Linked DNA regions of Sus scrofa: regions 1 and 3 are each linked to region 2. A link is a contact called in public HiChIP or PLAC-seq data. All regions are on one chromosome and are shown on one strand. The core of a region is the stretch at or near the end of the contact, and the rest is flanking DNA. Distances in the headings are between cores, read along the strand shown. Region 1 overlaps NFIB (nuclear factor 1 B-type). Region 2 has its middle 280 kb from the start of MPDZ. Region 3 overlaps NFIB (nuclear factor 1 B-type).

Region 1 (3,624 bases), core at 760-3,259, 540 kb before region 2:
CAAATTTATCTCCTTGCTTGTAAGGAAATGGAGGATTGTTTTATGTCTATGGCTTCTAAAGTCAATTCCAACTCTGAAATCCTGTGACATATGTTTATTACCACTGCATAAAGTTCATTCAGAAGATATCTTTTTCAATTTTTACTTGCGTAGGTGTGGATAAGAATTTTTTTTTTAGTTTAAGGAAAAAAATCCATTTTCATACTTATGATTGTTTAATGGGGTATTGGAGGTACATGATAGCAACATATAAAGTATTATGGTATGTGCCATAGAATAGCTTTTTTAATCTCTACTCTAAATATTCATTTTTCTTAATAATTGAGATAAAGCCATGTTTTTTTTTTATTAAAATGTTATTTTAAAAGTATATCATTTGGGGAGTTCCCTTCATGCCTCAGTGATTAACAAATCTGACTAGGAACCATGAGGTTGCGGGTTTGACCCCTGGCCTCACTCAGAGTGAGTTAAGGATCTGGCGTTGCTGTGAGCTGTCGTGTAGGTTGCGTTGTGGCTTGGATCCCACATTGCTGTGGCTCTGGCATAAGCCGGCAGCTGCAGCTCCAATTAGATCCTTAGCCTGGGAACCTCCATATGCCGCACATGGCCCTAGAAAAGACAAAAAGACTAAATAAATAAATAAAAATAAAAGTATACCATTTGGTTTGAATTTGGCAATACCCCATTTTTTTGTGGTTGATCTTAGGAATAAAGGATCAATAACCTAATTTTTTAGGAAAAGCTCAGTAAGAATGTACAAAATAGTTTATAATCAGTAAAGTACCACAAAATGTTTAATATTATTGATAGGTTACTACTAATAATTACTATTTAATAAGTACCTTCTAAATGCCAGCCACTAAATGCACTGCGCTTTATGTTTAAAAACTCATTTAAAAACTCATTTAATCCTCTCAGCCATTCCCCTTTGAACTAGGTTTTATTATTTCCATTTTACAGATGATTTAAACTGAGCTTAGGAAGGCTAAGGAGTTTACTTACCTTTGAATTGATATGAAAGAATTACATTGTTGATGGCAAGATGAGCATGATTAATATTGATAATTATTATGAGGCAGGTAAAATCATAACAATGGTTCTAAAATTAATATACTTATCACATTCAGAATTTATTTTTTACAACTGAAAATACTAGTTTACTTCTGGAAATATATTTCAAAAGGTAAACACAACACCACATTTTAAATCAGCTATACTTCAATTTTTAAAAGGGTAGATATAACAAATGTCATATTTGTTAGGCAGGAACAATTATATTGTGGTATAATAAATGATATGTACAACTAGAAATGTTTACTACTGTTGATGACTTGAATACTTACCATTATTTTATAATGAATCTGAGATACTTTTTCTTGTATTTATGGACATTTCCACAGAAAGAATCTTCTCAAATTATATACTTTCAAATGCCACATATCTTCCCAGAAATCCTATTAATGTTAACTGTCATCATATTTTAACAGCAAAAGACCCAAAACTATATCCATAGATGAAAACATGGAACCAAGTCCTACAGGAGACTTTTATCCCTCTCCGAATTCACCAGCTGCTGGAAGTCGAACATGGCATGAAAGAGATCAAGGTGAGGAGGAAGGAGTTGTCTCTAGGGAAATAGAGTAAAATGTCGATTCATTTCATAAGTTTCATTTAGTCAAAATTTCATGATTGAATTAGTATGGATTATATTTTCTTCATGAGATGATTGCAGTAAAGGTATTTTTAACATAACATTTTAAGGTAACACTAGTCAAAGGTTGTTAAAGTAAAGGTACAAAAATCCCACACTTCTATATGTTTTTTGAACTTTTTTCCTCTGGACAAAATGATCTTTTAGAACCTTCACTTTGTATGTGACTGGTGGTGATCTGTCTACATTAGTTGGTTGGATTGCAGCAGAAGCACTAGTTCAGATTCAGTTAGATCAGTTTGCTGCTCTCTATGGGGTGTTTTAAGAAGGAGCCAAGCTTTAAGCAGTTTGCAAGTGCCAGTTACTGAAAGTTCCCATTTAGAGGAAGCTGTACTTCCTCTTGGAAGTAGGTACAACATCAGCAATAAATAAAAGTGTAATGGGAGACACGTGACATCTGAGTCACTTGAGTTATTCTTTCTAGATAAAATTATCACCTGGTTCTAGGGCAGCTCTGAGGAAAAAATATAACTTGAAGAAATAGGGGTTATGTGGCTCTCTGAATTCATGCTTAGCTCTTTTTCATGCTTAAAGTCTATTGGAGTAAATATATTTCATTGGACATGCTCATGCCTTTTTGCCGTTATTATTAAACATGGAAATAGATTAGCTCACTACAATTTTTATTTATTTTTATTCTTTTTGAAAATCAGCTGGAGAGTTTTGGCTCTGAGACCCCCTCCCCCTCCCCAGTGTCTTCTTCCCACAGTAGACAAAACCTTATTTTAAAACATAATCATGTCAGAGTTCCTCTTGTGGCTCAGCAGGTTAAGAACCTGATTAGTATCTGTGAGGGTGTAGGTTCTAACCCTGGCCTTGCTCAGTGGGTTAAGGATCTGGCATTACCACAAGCTGTGGTGTAGCTCACAGATACGACTCAGATCCGGTGTTGCCATAGCTCTGGCATAGGCCAGAGGCTAGGGCCCCAATTTGACCTTTAGCCCGGGAACTTCCATATGCCACAGGTGCAGCCCTAAAAATAAAAGCAAAAAAATAAAACAGAACAATGTCATATCATTCTCCTGCTTCATTCACTTCCATCTCTACCTAGGAGAAAGTCAGAATTTCCTCATATAATCCATAGACCTTTTTTTGCCCTCTGGCCTCTGACCACTGCCCCAGCCCCAGCAGAAGCTGTCTATTTCCTTCTTGCACTTAAGCCTGCTGCTTTGTTTAGATTTGGAAATGTAACACCCCAAATCTTAATATAAGCCCTAACCTCCAGTGTGTTCCTCTTTTAACTGTTCATCTGGCAAATTCTTGGTCATCTTTCAGGTCACAGTCTAAACTGAGGGATTTCAAGTGAAATAAGGTCTTTCTCTCTTAACACCTAGTATTGTTCCTTCACTGTACTCATAATATGTAGTTCCATATTTGCTTCTGGGATTGTGTAAATCTGTCTGCATTATGAGGGCAGGGACTTTTATCTGTTTTGGCTATGGTATAACAAGAGCCTGGTAACCATGCACGACACTCGATGCATAGTAGGGGCAAACAAATATCTGTTGGATACATGAACCATTGATGGGCAGGACGCCAGTCTCATTAGCAAAGGCAAAAAGTAACAGGAACTTCACCAGACTTGCAGAAGTGAGAATAAAAGCAAAACCCTCAACCCTTTATATTGTATTGAGTGTTTTACTGACATTGTCAGTTTTTTCTAAACAAAGCCATATTTTCACCATTCAAAAATTGTTCTGGGAAAGATTCTAATGATAATAATAATAACATTGTGAATGGGTGGGAATGGATGCGTTGTTCAGAAGTGTAGGTGTTCTTTATTATAGAGAGTGTCACTTTATAAGCATTGATTCCTCTTTCAGCCTATTGAATAAAGCCAATCTCAAATCATATTATAAAACATTTTTGAAAAGTAGAAGGGAAACTGTCATTCTCTCTCTTTGTAGAATCAT
Region 2 (3,727 bases), core at 1,202-3,701:
CACTGTCTCTCTGAAAGTCATGAAAACAAAACCAAAATTAAAAAGAAAGAATGAAATCAATCATAGTTATCTTTCCAAATAGTCACATATTTAGCAATCTATAGACTAAACATCTGGGTAATGATTAAATTTTCCCCACTTTTTATCCACATTTCTATCCAAAGGTTGAACTCTATATGGCAAAGCTCAGCCATTAGCCTGCAAAAGCTGAATCAACAGAGTTAATCATCACAGAAAGTATAGTTACTTATTGAATTAGAGGTGGTCATGGGGGAGAAAATGAGGAAAACTTAGCCAAAGTCAATGGTTTTGTGGTTGGATTTTTCTGGATTTATACTAATGAAAAAAAATGTGCTTCTGTCCAGAAGATCAATTCCAAAACAAATAAAAACACTGTCACACTAGCCTTAAAAAAATGCCCTCACTTTCAGTAGGGACCTTGAAGGAGGAGGGTCCTTGGAGAATTATCTAGGAGTGGATGACAAACCATTTTGTTTGCTAAACATTCTTGACCTTATGTCCTCTGTAAAAATAGTTTCTTTCAGTGCAGCTGAGAAAGCTGTGATTTTTGCTGTCCCATCTGTCTGGGCTGGACACCTTCACCATGGTGAAGATGAGTGTGACTTATCAAACAGAAAGGTGGCAAGTTGAGCCATCTCCTATTCTAATGACTCCAATACATTATCTCCTCCTGCCTCCATTTAGAATCTTCAACCAAGAAGCACATTGTGTGATTCAAGCTCAAAGTGTTTGAGTGTGTCTGAGACCCAGAGTATAAAACATTTCTCTGTTCCTGTCTTCGACCCCCTTTTCCTACCCCTGACTTACTTGGTTCCACACTGCCAGGGAGCCCTGCAGTATCACACTGAACATTTTGATGTAATCCCACCACTGTTGCTGCAGCTATCTAAGCCAGAGGATTTATTAGTTGTGAACGTTCATTTTTGTTTTTCCTGGTCCAGTGCCAGTAAATAAGTCACCCAAACCGTGGCTGAGTGTCATTTGATAGGAAAAGGCTGGGATCACAAGGAAGCCTTCTGTCTTTCAACCAAAAAAAAAAAAAAAAAGAAAAAGAAAAAAGAAAATTGCTGAGGTAAGCAGTGTCAAGCCCAGCTGCATCAACATGATGGTGGTAAGACAAATGTGAGCTTTCACTGCTGGGTATGGGGCTAGAGGACGACCAGCCTATAAACCCTCTGCAAGCCCAGGAACAGCTGAATTCATGCAAGGAGCAAAGTAGCAAGGGACAGCTTTTTCCACTGCTAGCTCTGAGAAGGAAAATTCTTGGGCCTTCTCCATCTTTCAGCACATAAACAGCTCATCTGATAGAACATACACACACACACACACACACACACACACACACACACTGTTGTTTCGGTACCATTGGAAGAATATGATGAAATGATCCCCTCTGTGAGTTGATGACCTAGGAGCAGGGAGGTCAGAAGTGGGACATGGGTTTGTGAGAGGCCATTAGGAGACCCAGGATGGAAGAAGCAGAGAAGGAGGTTGGAACTTGGGAGGGGACCCCCGCCCCCCTCTCTCTCTGTCTCCCCACCAAGCGCTAGCTCCCTGTGACTGTTGCCTGGGCGATGGCTGGGGGATTATTAGGAATGCTTGGAGCCAGTATCCTTCTTTTGGACCCATGGATGGAGCAGAAGGGGGTGGATGGCTTTTCTCTTTCTGTTTCTTCCTTTCATATTCAGCAGATTAGAGCTGAGGGTTGCTGTGGTGACAACACGGCGGAGGGCTCCGGCACACCTGCACCACAAATGGGAGCCCGCCAACGTGGACTTGAGCTCTCCCGGGGCAGCTTTTTTGCTGTGGGAAACACAACAACAAAAACAACAACAACAGAAAGAGGAAAGGGAGGGAGAGGGAGCTGGAGGAGGGGGAGAGAAAAAGGAAGGGAGGGGAGGACGAAAACACATCAGGAGTTCAGGCCATGGCAGTGTTGCTTTTTAAGAAAAGAAGAAAGGAAGGCACAAGGCTCAGAGATGGCTCCCCAAGGCTCAGAGCCCCTGCCCAAATAGCCCTGTGGGGCTGCTGAGGGATGGCAGGAAGTAGGGAGACATATACCCACATTCTAGAACCACCAGATGCCTCCAGCATGGGGGAACAAAATCCTCAAAACAGGAGAACATGAAAGCTACAACTCTTACCTAAGAGGAGCAGCCTAGAGGGCCTTTGATGACCCAGAACTGAAATAGACTGGCCATTTCTGCCTACTGACTTTCTACTGGAAAGGAGAGCATTAGAATGTGGAAAAAATAACAATATGTGCTTTTTGGCTAAGCTGAGAGAGAGAAGTGAGGAAGGGGGGTGGGGAGACTGATAGGCTCTGAAGTTGAGTTTAGTCTTTTGGAATGTTCTGGCAGGGCTCCAGTTACTGCTAATGAAGAAGTCAGCTCCACACAGTGTCCTGGCCTCACCTCTCCAACACCCTGGGCTCTGCCTTTGGTCTGCCCCTTCCTCATCTGCCTCCTCTTCTTCCTGTCTGGGATGGCCTCCTGCATCATTTTCTCTGTTTCCATTAACAAAACATCACAGCGCATTAGCCTGTCCAAAGCACTCTACAATGACAATATTTACAGAAGGTTAAATAAAATATGTATAGAGTGATTGATAGTGAATACGCAAGAGACCTTTTGAACTTAGAGCATGCTGGGCTTGTTTGTTTTTTAAGCTCCATTTTCCAGGCTGCTTCAGCTATTTTAATATCTCTCAAACAATCCACTTACAGGAAAAGATGATTAGAGGGAAACATTCTTTTCAATTTTTTTTTTTTTCTCTCTTCCAAGCAATGTGATTAGCAGGCAGTGTGCCTTATGTCTTCCACTTTCAGTCTGGCTAAAATCAAGAGCTTTTCTTGGGGAAACTGTGTCATAACAGATGGAGATGAGAAAATGGACTGTTCCTTCAGCACATACACAAAGGACACTGTACTGTTGTCCTTGAATTCTTTACATATCTTCGTGTTGAGTTCAGTTGGAGGAATGTAGTAAGATGCTCTAATCTTGAGTTTAGCTTCTTTTCTTAGAAATATGTGCTCATCTCTTCCTTTAATATAAAATATTTTTCACAAGAAATACAGCTATATATTAGATCAGGGCTTGGCAAAACTTCTTTGTAAAGGGCTGAATATTTTAAGCTTGGTAGTCCATATGAACTCTGTAGCAATAACTTAATTCTGTTATGGACAACATGTAAATGAATGGCATGGATCTATTTCAATAAAACTTTATTTGCAAAAATAGATGGCATGCCCACTTGGTCTGCATGCCATAGTTTGCCAACCCCTACACTAGATGTATCCTCTTCTAGATGTAACCTACTGAGAAGGTTAGAATTCTCCACAAATATCTCTGAAAAATTCCCTATTTCAATACCATTCTTTTCAGTTCCTAATCTACTGATAGTCTGTAACCAAGACAAATAAGCAACAAACTAGTTCAGCTAAATAAAGTATCTAACCTACTCAATTTCCTGATTCCGTTTTTAAAAGTCAAATGGGAATACAATGTAAAAGGATTGTACCTAGTTGAATTTCTACAGTATATGATTGTCTAGTCTTATAATGCCTGATCCTTTAGCATATAAGTGGCCAAGTAGATTACAAAGAGTAGAATTTGCCCTTCTCAGTGGTCGTGGATTTCAAAATCCTACTTGGTGCCCTCTTTTCTATAGAGTCTTGTCTCAAAATGCCTTTTATCACAGAGAGGCA
Region 3 (3,827 bases), core at 207-2,706, 600 kb before region 2:
GGACGGTCAAGGCAAGTTGTGGCTTATAGAAACAGTAATTTTGGGAGTTCCCATTGTGGTGCAGAGGAAACAAATCTGACTGGTATCCTTAAGGATGCGGATTAGATCCTGGCCTCCCTCAGTGGGTCGGGGATCCTGTGTTGCTGTGAGCTCTGGTGTAGGTCCCAGACACAGCTTGGATCCCAGCTTTGCTGTGGCTGTGGTGTAGGCTGGGAGCTGTAGCTCCGATTTGACTCCTAGCCTGGGAACCTCCATATGCTGTGGGTGTGGCCCTAAAAAGCAAAAAAAAAAAAAAAAAAAAAAAAGTAATTTTGGAATGAGGTCACAACATCTAGACATTTTGACTCTGAAAACTTGATATTAGGCATAAAGACTATATTTGCTCATTTTAAATGGTGGTCAGAGAGTACCAAGTTTTGCTTTTTACCCCTCCGTGTAACTTCAGTGAGAGAGATTCAGTCATACTGCAGTCCTGGGTTGCTTATGGGATGAGTAGTCAGTAGACCTTGAGAAATATCTAGCAGAAAACCATGGTTATGTTTATATGTAATCTTTCTCTTCTAATTCCGAGGGAGATTAGCATTTTTTTCCCATCTAGCTTCACCGCTGGCTACTATATTGAAAGCAACAGAAGCCACTTTGAAATTTTTTGTGAGTTTTGGAGATGGCATGAACAGTCTCATAGAAAATAAAAGGAAATGTGCCCAACCACTGAGCACACCCCTTTAATTGCTCTTACCAAGCCTTCAGACATTCCCCTGGGGGAAAATTATGCTCCCGGCCCCAGGTCCCAGGATTCATCCTGTTAACAGCAGCCATGAGGAGCAATTTATTTGCACAATTCCCCTCTGCTCCCCTTTGCACTGTGTGACTCCACAGTTGAGCAGTAAGAGACCCAAAATTGGTGATATATGCTAGTACACACAGATTATATTAGAAAATATGTTTGCACCAACTAACATGTAAGTAAAAACAATTGCCGACTGCAAACTGGGTGCAGCTCTGAGGTTTCCTGGGATATGCAAAAGAGCTGTGCTAATGCCTTCTTTAAATGCCTGTTGCCTTCGAATGTACCAAGGTCCCTTCTCAGTGTGCACTGTGGACTTCAGAGGTTCCTCTGAATGAAAACAAGAAATGAGCAAGTGGAACGCACGTTTGCTAACAAACATATGCAGCCCTTTCCAAAAGCAAAGCATACTGGACTCCAGGACACCTTTACTTTGTTTTCTCTCCCCAGCCCTTAACCACCCTGCAATGCTGCTTCACCACTTCCTTGAGGAAGCACCAACATGAGTAAATTAAGTTTCCGACAGTAAAGTTGGATCCTATTTAAGCAGATGAGGGTCTGGCGTACATTTGACTTTATCAGGCATTTAAAGTGGAGGATGTGCACTGTAGCCGGCTGTGACTTGCCAATTAGCTGGGCTTTCCCCACTGTTTCTGGTTTGGCAAGGAGGAGGTGGTTCACCCTGCCGCATGCTGCCTGCCAAGGACACATGGCCAGCTCCCGGCTTCCTGTCTTCCTCTTTGTGTCCTGGCCTTGCCTTCCAGGGAGCTGCCAAGACACCGTTGCCAAAAATCTTCCTTTGGAAAGGTCAAGCAACCTCAGGTCACCTATGCCAATATTTTTGTTTTCCTTTCAATCTTCCTGTGCTCAACTTGGAGAAAAATGTACAACTGAACATGCAGAGAGTGGAACCAGGGGTCACTCTGGATCACTTGGATAAAGCAACAGAACCCCAAGAATCCCTTGGCCAGTCAGGGTGTGCTGTTTCTAGTGGAGTTCTATTTAAAGCTCTGTGAAGTGTGATAGAGTTCAGAATGTTTCAATGTGAATTTGGATTCAGTTTGCTTTTGAGGATTGATGATACACGTGATTTTTTTGGCTGAAGCTAGCTCCTGGTGCATCCCATGGCAGGGAGAGAGTAGAAAAATGGAGCTTAGTCTTGGCTAAAGGCCTGCATTTTTGTTTATTTATTTATTTTTTTAGGACTCTATAGTTGCATGCTTTTTTTTTTTTTTTGCTTTTTTTGCTTTTTAGGGCCATACCCGAGGCGTATGGAGGTTCTCAGGCTAGGGGTCGAATTGGAGCTACAGCTTCTGGCCTACACCACAGCCATAGCAATGCAGGAAGTGTCTGCGACCTATACCACAGCTCATGGCAATGCCAGATCCTTAACTCCCTGAGCAAGACCAGGGATCAGACCCTGGGAAGTCTGTTGAAAGGGCCATTCTCAGAGTTCCCATTATGGAGCATCAGGAATGAACCTGACTCATATCCATGAGGTTGTGGGCTCAATCCCTGACCTCACTCAGTGGGTCAAGGATCCAGCATTGTCTTGAGCTGTGGTGTAAGTGGTAGACACAGCTTGGATCCTGCGTTGCTGTGGCTGTGGTGTATGCCAGCAGTTACAGCTCTGATTTGACCCCTAGCCTGGGAACTTACATGCGCTATGGGTGTGGCCATAAAAAGAAAAAGAAAAAAAAAAAAAAAAAAAAAAAAACAGAAAACGTGCACTCTCTTGGCCCTAGCACTGCTGTAAGAAACACAGCCACTGGGGCTGATGGCCAGAAATCTGAATATTTAATAAACATCTCAGATTATTCTGATGCTATCCCAAACTTGTGGACTGAAGGTGCCGCTGATTGTGAAATTGAAAATAAAGCAAGTAGCACTTATTGTCACCAAACACCAAATTATCCCACATATTTCCTTCCATTGATCTTTTGGGAGTCTTAGATCTTATTTTGAATCTTTAGATTGTATGCAAACCGACAACCACAATAAACATTTTCAGAAGATTGGAATAATAATAATACTAATAAAACTAATAGGAAACTTTATCCAAAAAAAGGTCCTTTATGGGAACCCTAAAGTTTAAGATTTTTAAGGTCTTTTCTCATGACATATCGGGCCACTGCAGGTTGTATATGGAACAGCTCTGTGATGTTTCTTAGAGGTGTACAGTGGGAAGGGGCTTAGAGATGCCTTTCATCCGAAAAAAGTTTTATGTCTCTCATTGTTCAAAATAGAAAGCAGTTTTCTTTTTTATTTTAAAAAGATTCCATCAGAGGAATATGGAGCTCTTATGGTGCCTAAAACTCAGCCACCTGCTAATTCTCATGGTTGTTGTCAGTTAATAGAGAAAACATGGTATGTTCTGCCTGGAGGTTCAGGGAAAGTTCTACAGAGCCCCAATATTCTCTTTTGGCTTTTCATGTAAAATTGTCCATAGCATTTCCTTCCTAAGCTCAGTTTAATTTTCCTTTGTACCTTTTTTTTTTTTTAATGATTTTTATTTTTTCCATCATAGCTGGTTTACAGTGTTCTCTCAGTTTTCTACTGTACAGCAAGGTGACCCCATCACACATACACATATACATTCTTTTTCTCACATTATCATGCTCCATCATAAGTGACTAGATATAAATGTATCCTTTATGCCTTTTGTATCTTATGATATGTTCTCACTGTTGGTAAGGATGGTATACCCTTGGACGTTTTTCTGGTTATTGTTATCTAGCATTTCTAGAGTTAGGCCGAGGTAACCTTTATAATTGTGCCTTTTTTCCCTTAAATTATTTCCAAAATTTGCTGAAAAGCTCTAGCCTCACAGACACCCCTTCCTTTTTGACACGACTAACAAACACTCTACTAATGTGGAACACATGTTCTGTCAAAGTTTACCTATAGCCTTGGGTTCCAAATTTGCACCTTCAGCTTCTTCCATTGATAAGAAACAGCATTTTTTTTTTTTTTTTCTTAAACTCCCCTTTGCTTCCCCTTGAACCATAGTCTTTTATAACAGTAATAAGGAAATGTGGCT

What was found. HiChIP or PLAC-seq counts read pairs in DNA pulled down with a chosen protein or histone mark.
Region 1: an H3K27ac HiChIP or PLAC-seq map of skeletal muscle shows a contact between it and region 2. The contact joins two enhancer-like sites. A contact is called at or near these places in 1 of 47 Hi-C or Micro-C datasets (skeletal muscle) and 1 of 2 datasets of contacts at active chromatin or transcription factors (skeletal muscle).
Region 3: an H3K27ac HiChIP or PLAC-seq map of skeletal muscle shows a contact between it and region 2, with 4 times the contacts expected there. The contact joins two enhancer-like sites. A contact is called at or near these places in 2 of 47 Hi-C or Micro-C datasets (retroperitoneal adipose tissue and subcutaneous adipose tissue) and 1 of 2 datasets of contacts at active chromatin or transcription factors (skeletal muscle).

What each region holds. Positions count from the first base shown.
Region 1 is chr1:208,362,937-208,366,560 of Sscrofa11.1, forward strand. NFIB (nuclear factor 1 B-type) reads left to right here. Exons shown (of 12, transcript XM_021063648.1): 6 at 1,488-1,606. Among named protein-coding and RNA genes, the nearest start is that of NFIB, 180 kb to the left of the region's middle. Within about 2 kb of position 2,010, at least 1 of the 83 cell types and tissues checked has an H3K27ac peak or open chromatin away from gene starts, as enhancers often do. A contact at or near this core is called in skeletal muscle, where this site is marked.
Region 2 is chr1:208,898,915-208,902,641 of Sscrofa11.1, forward strand. No RefSeq gene overlaps it. Among named protein-coding and RNA genes, the nearest start is that of MPDZ, 280 kb to the right of the region's middle. Within about 2 kb of position 2,452, at least 34 of the 83 cell types and tissues checked have an H3K27ac peak or open chromatin away from gene starts, as enhancers often do. A contact at or near this core is called in skeletal muscle, where this site is marked.
Region 3 is chr1:208,300,810-208,304,636 of Sscrofa11.1, forward strand. The region is part of intron 2 of NFIB (nuclear factor 1 B-type); the gene reads left to right. Among named protein-coding and RNA genes, the nearest start is that of NFIB, 120 kb to the left of the region's middle. Within about 2 kb of position 1,457, at least 17 of the 83 cell types and tissues checked have an H3K27ac peak or open chromatin away from gene starts, as enhancers often do. A contact at or near this core is called in skeletal muscle, where this site is marked.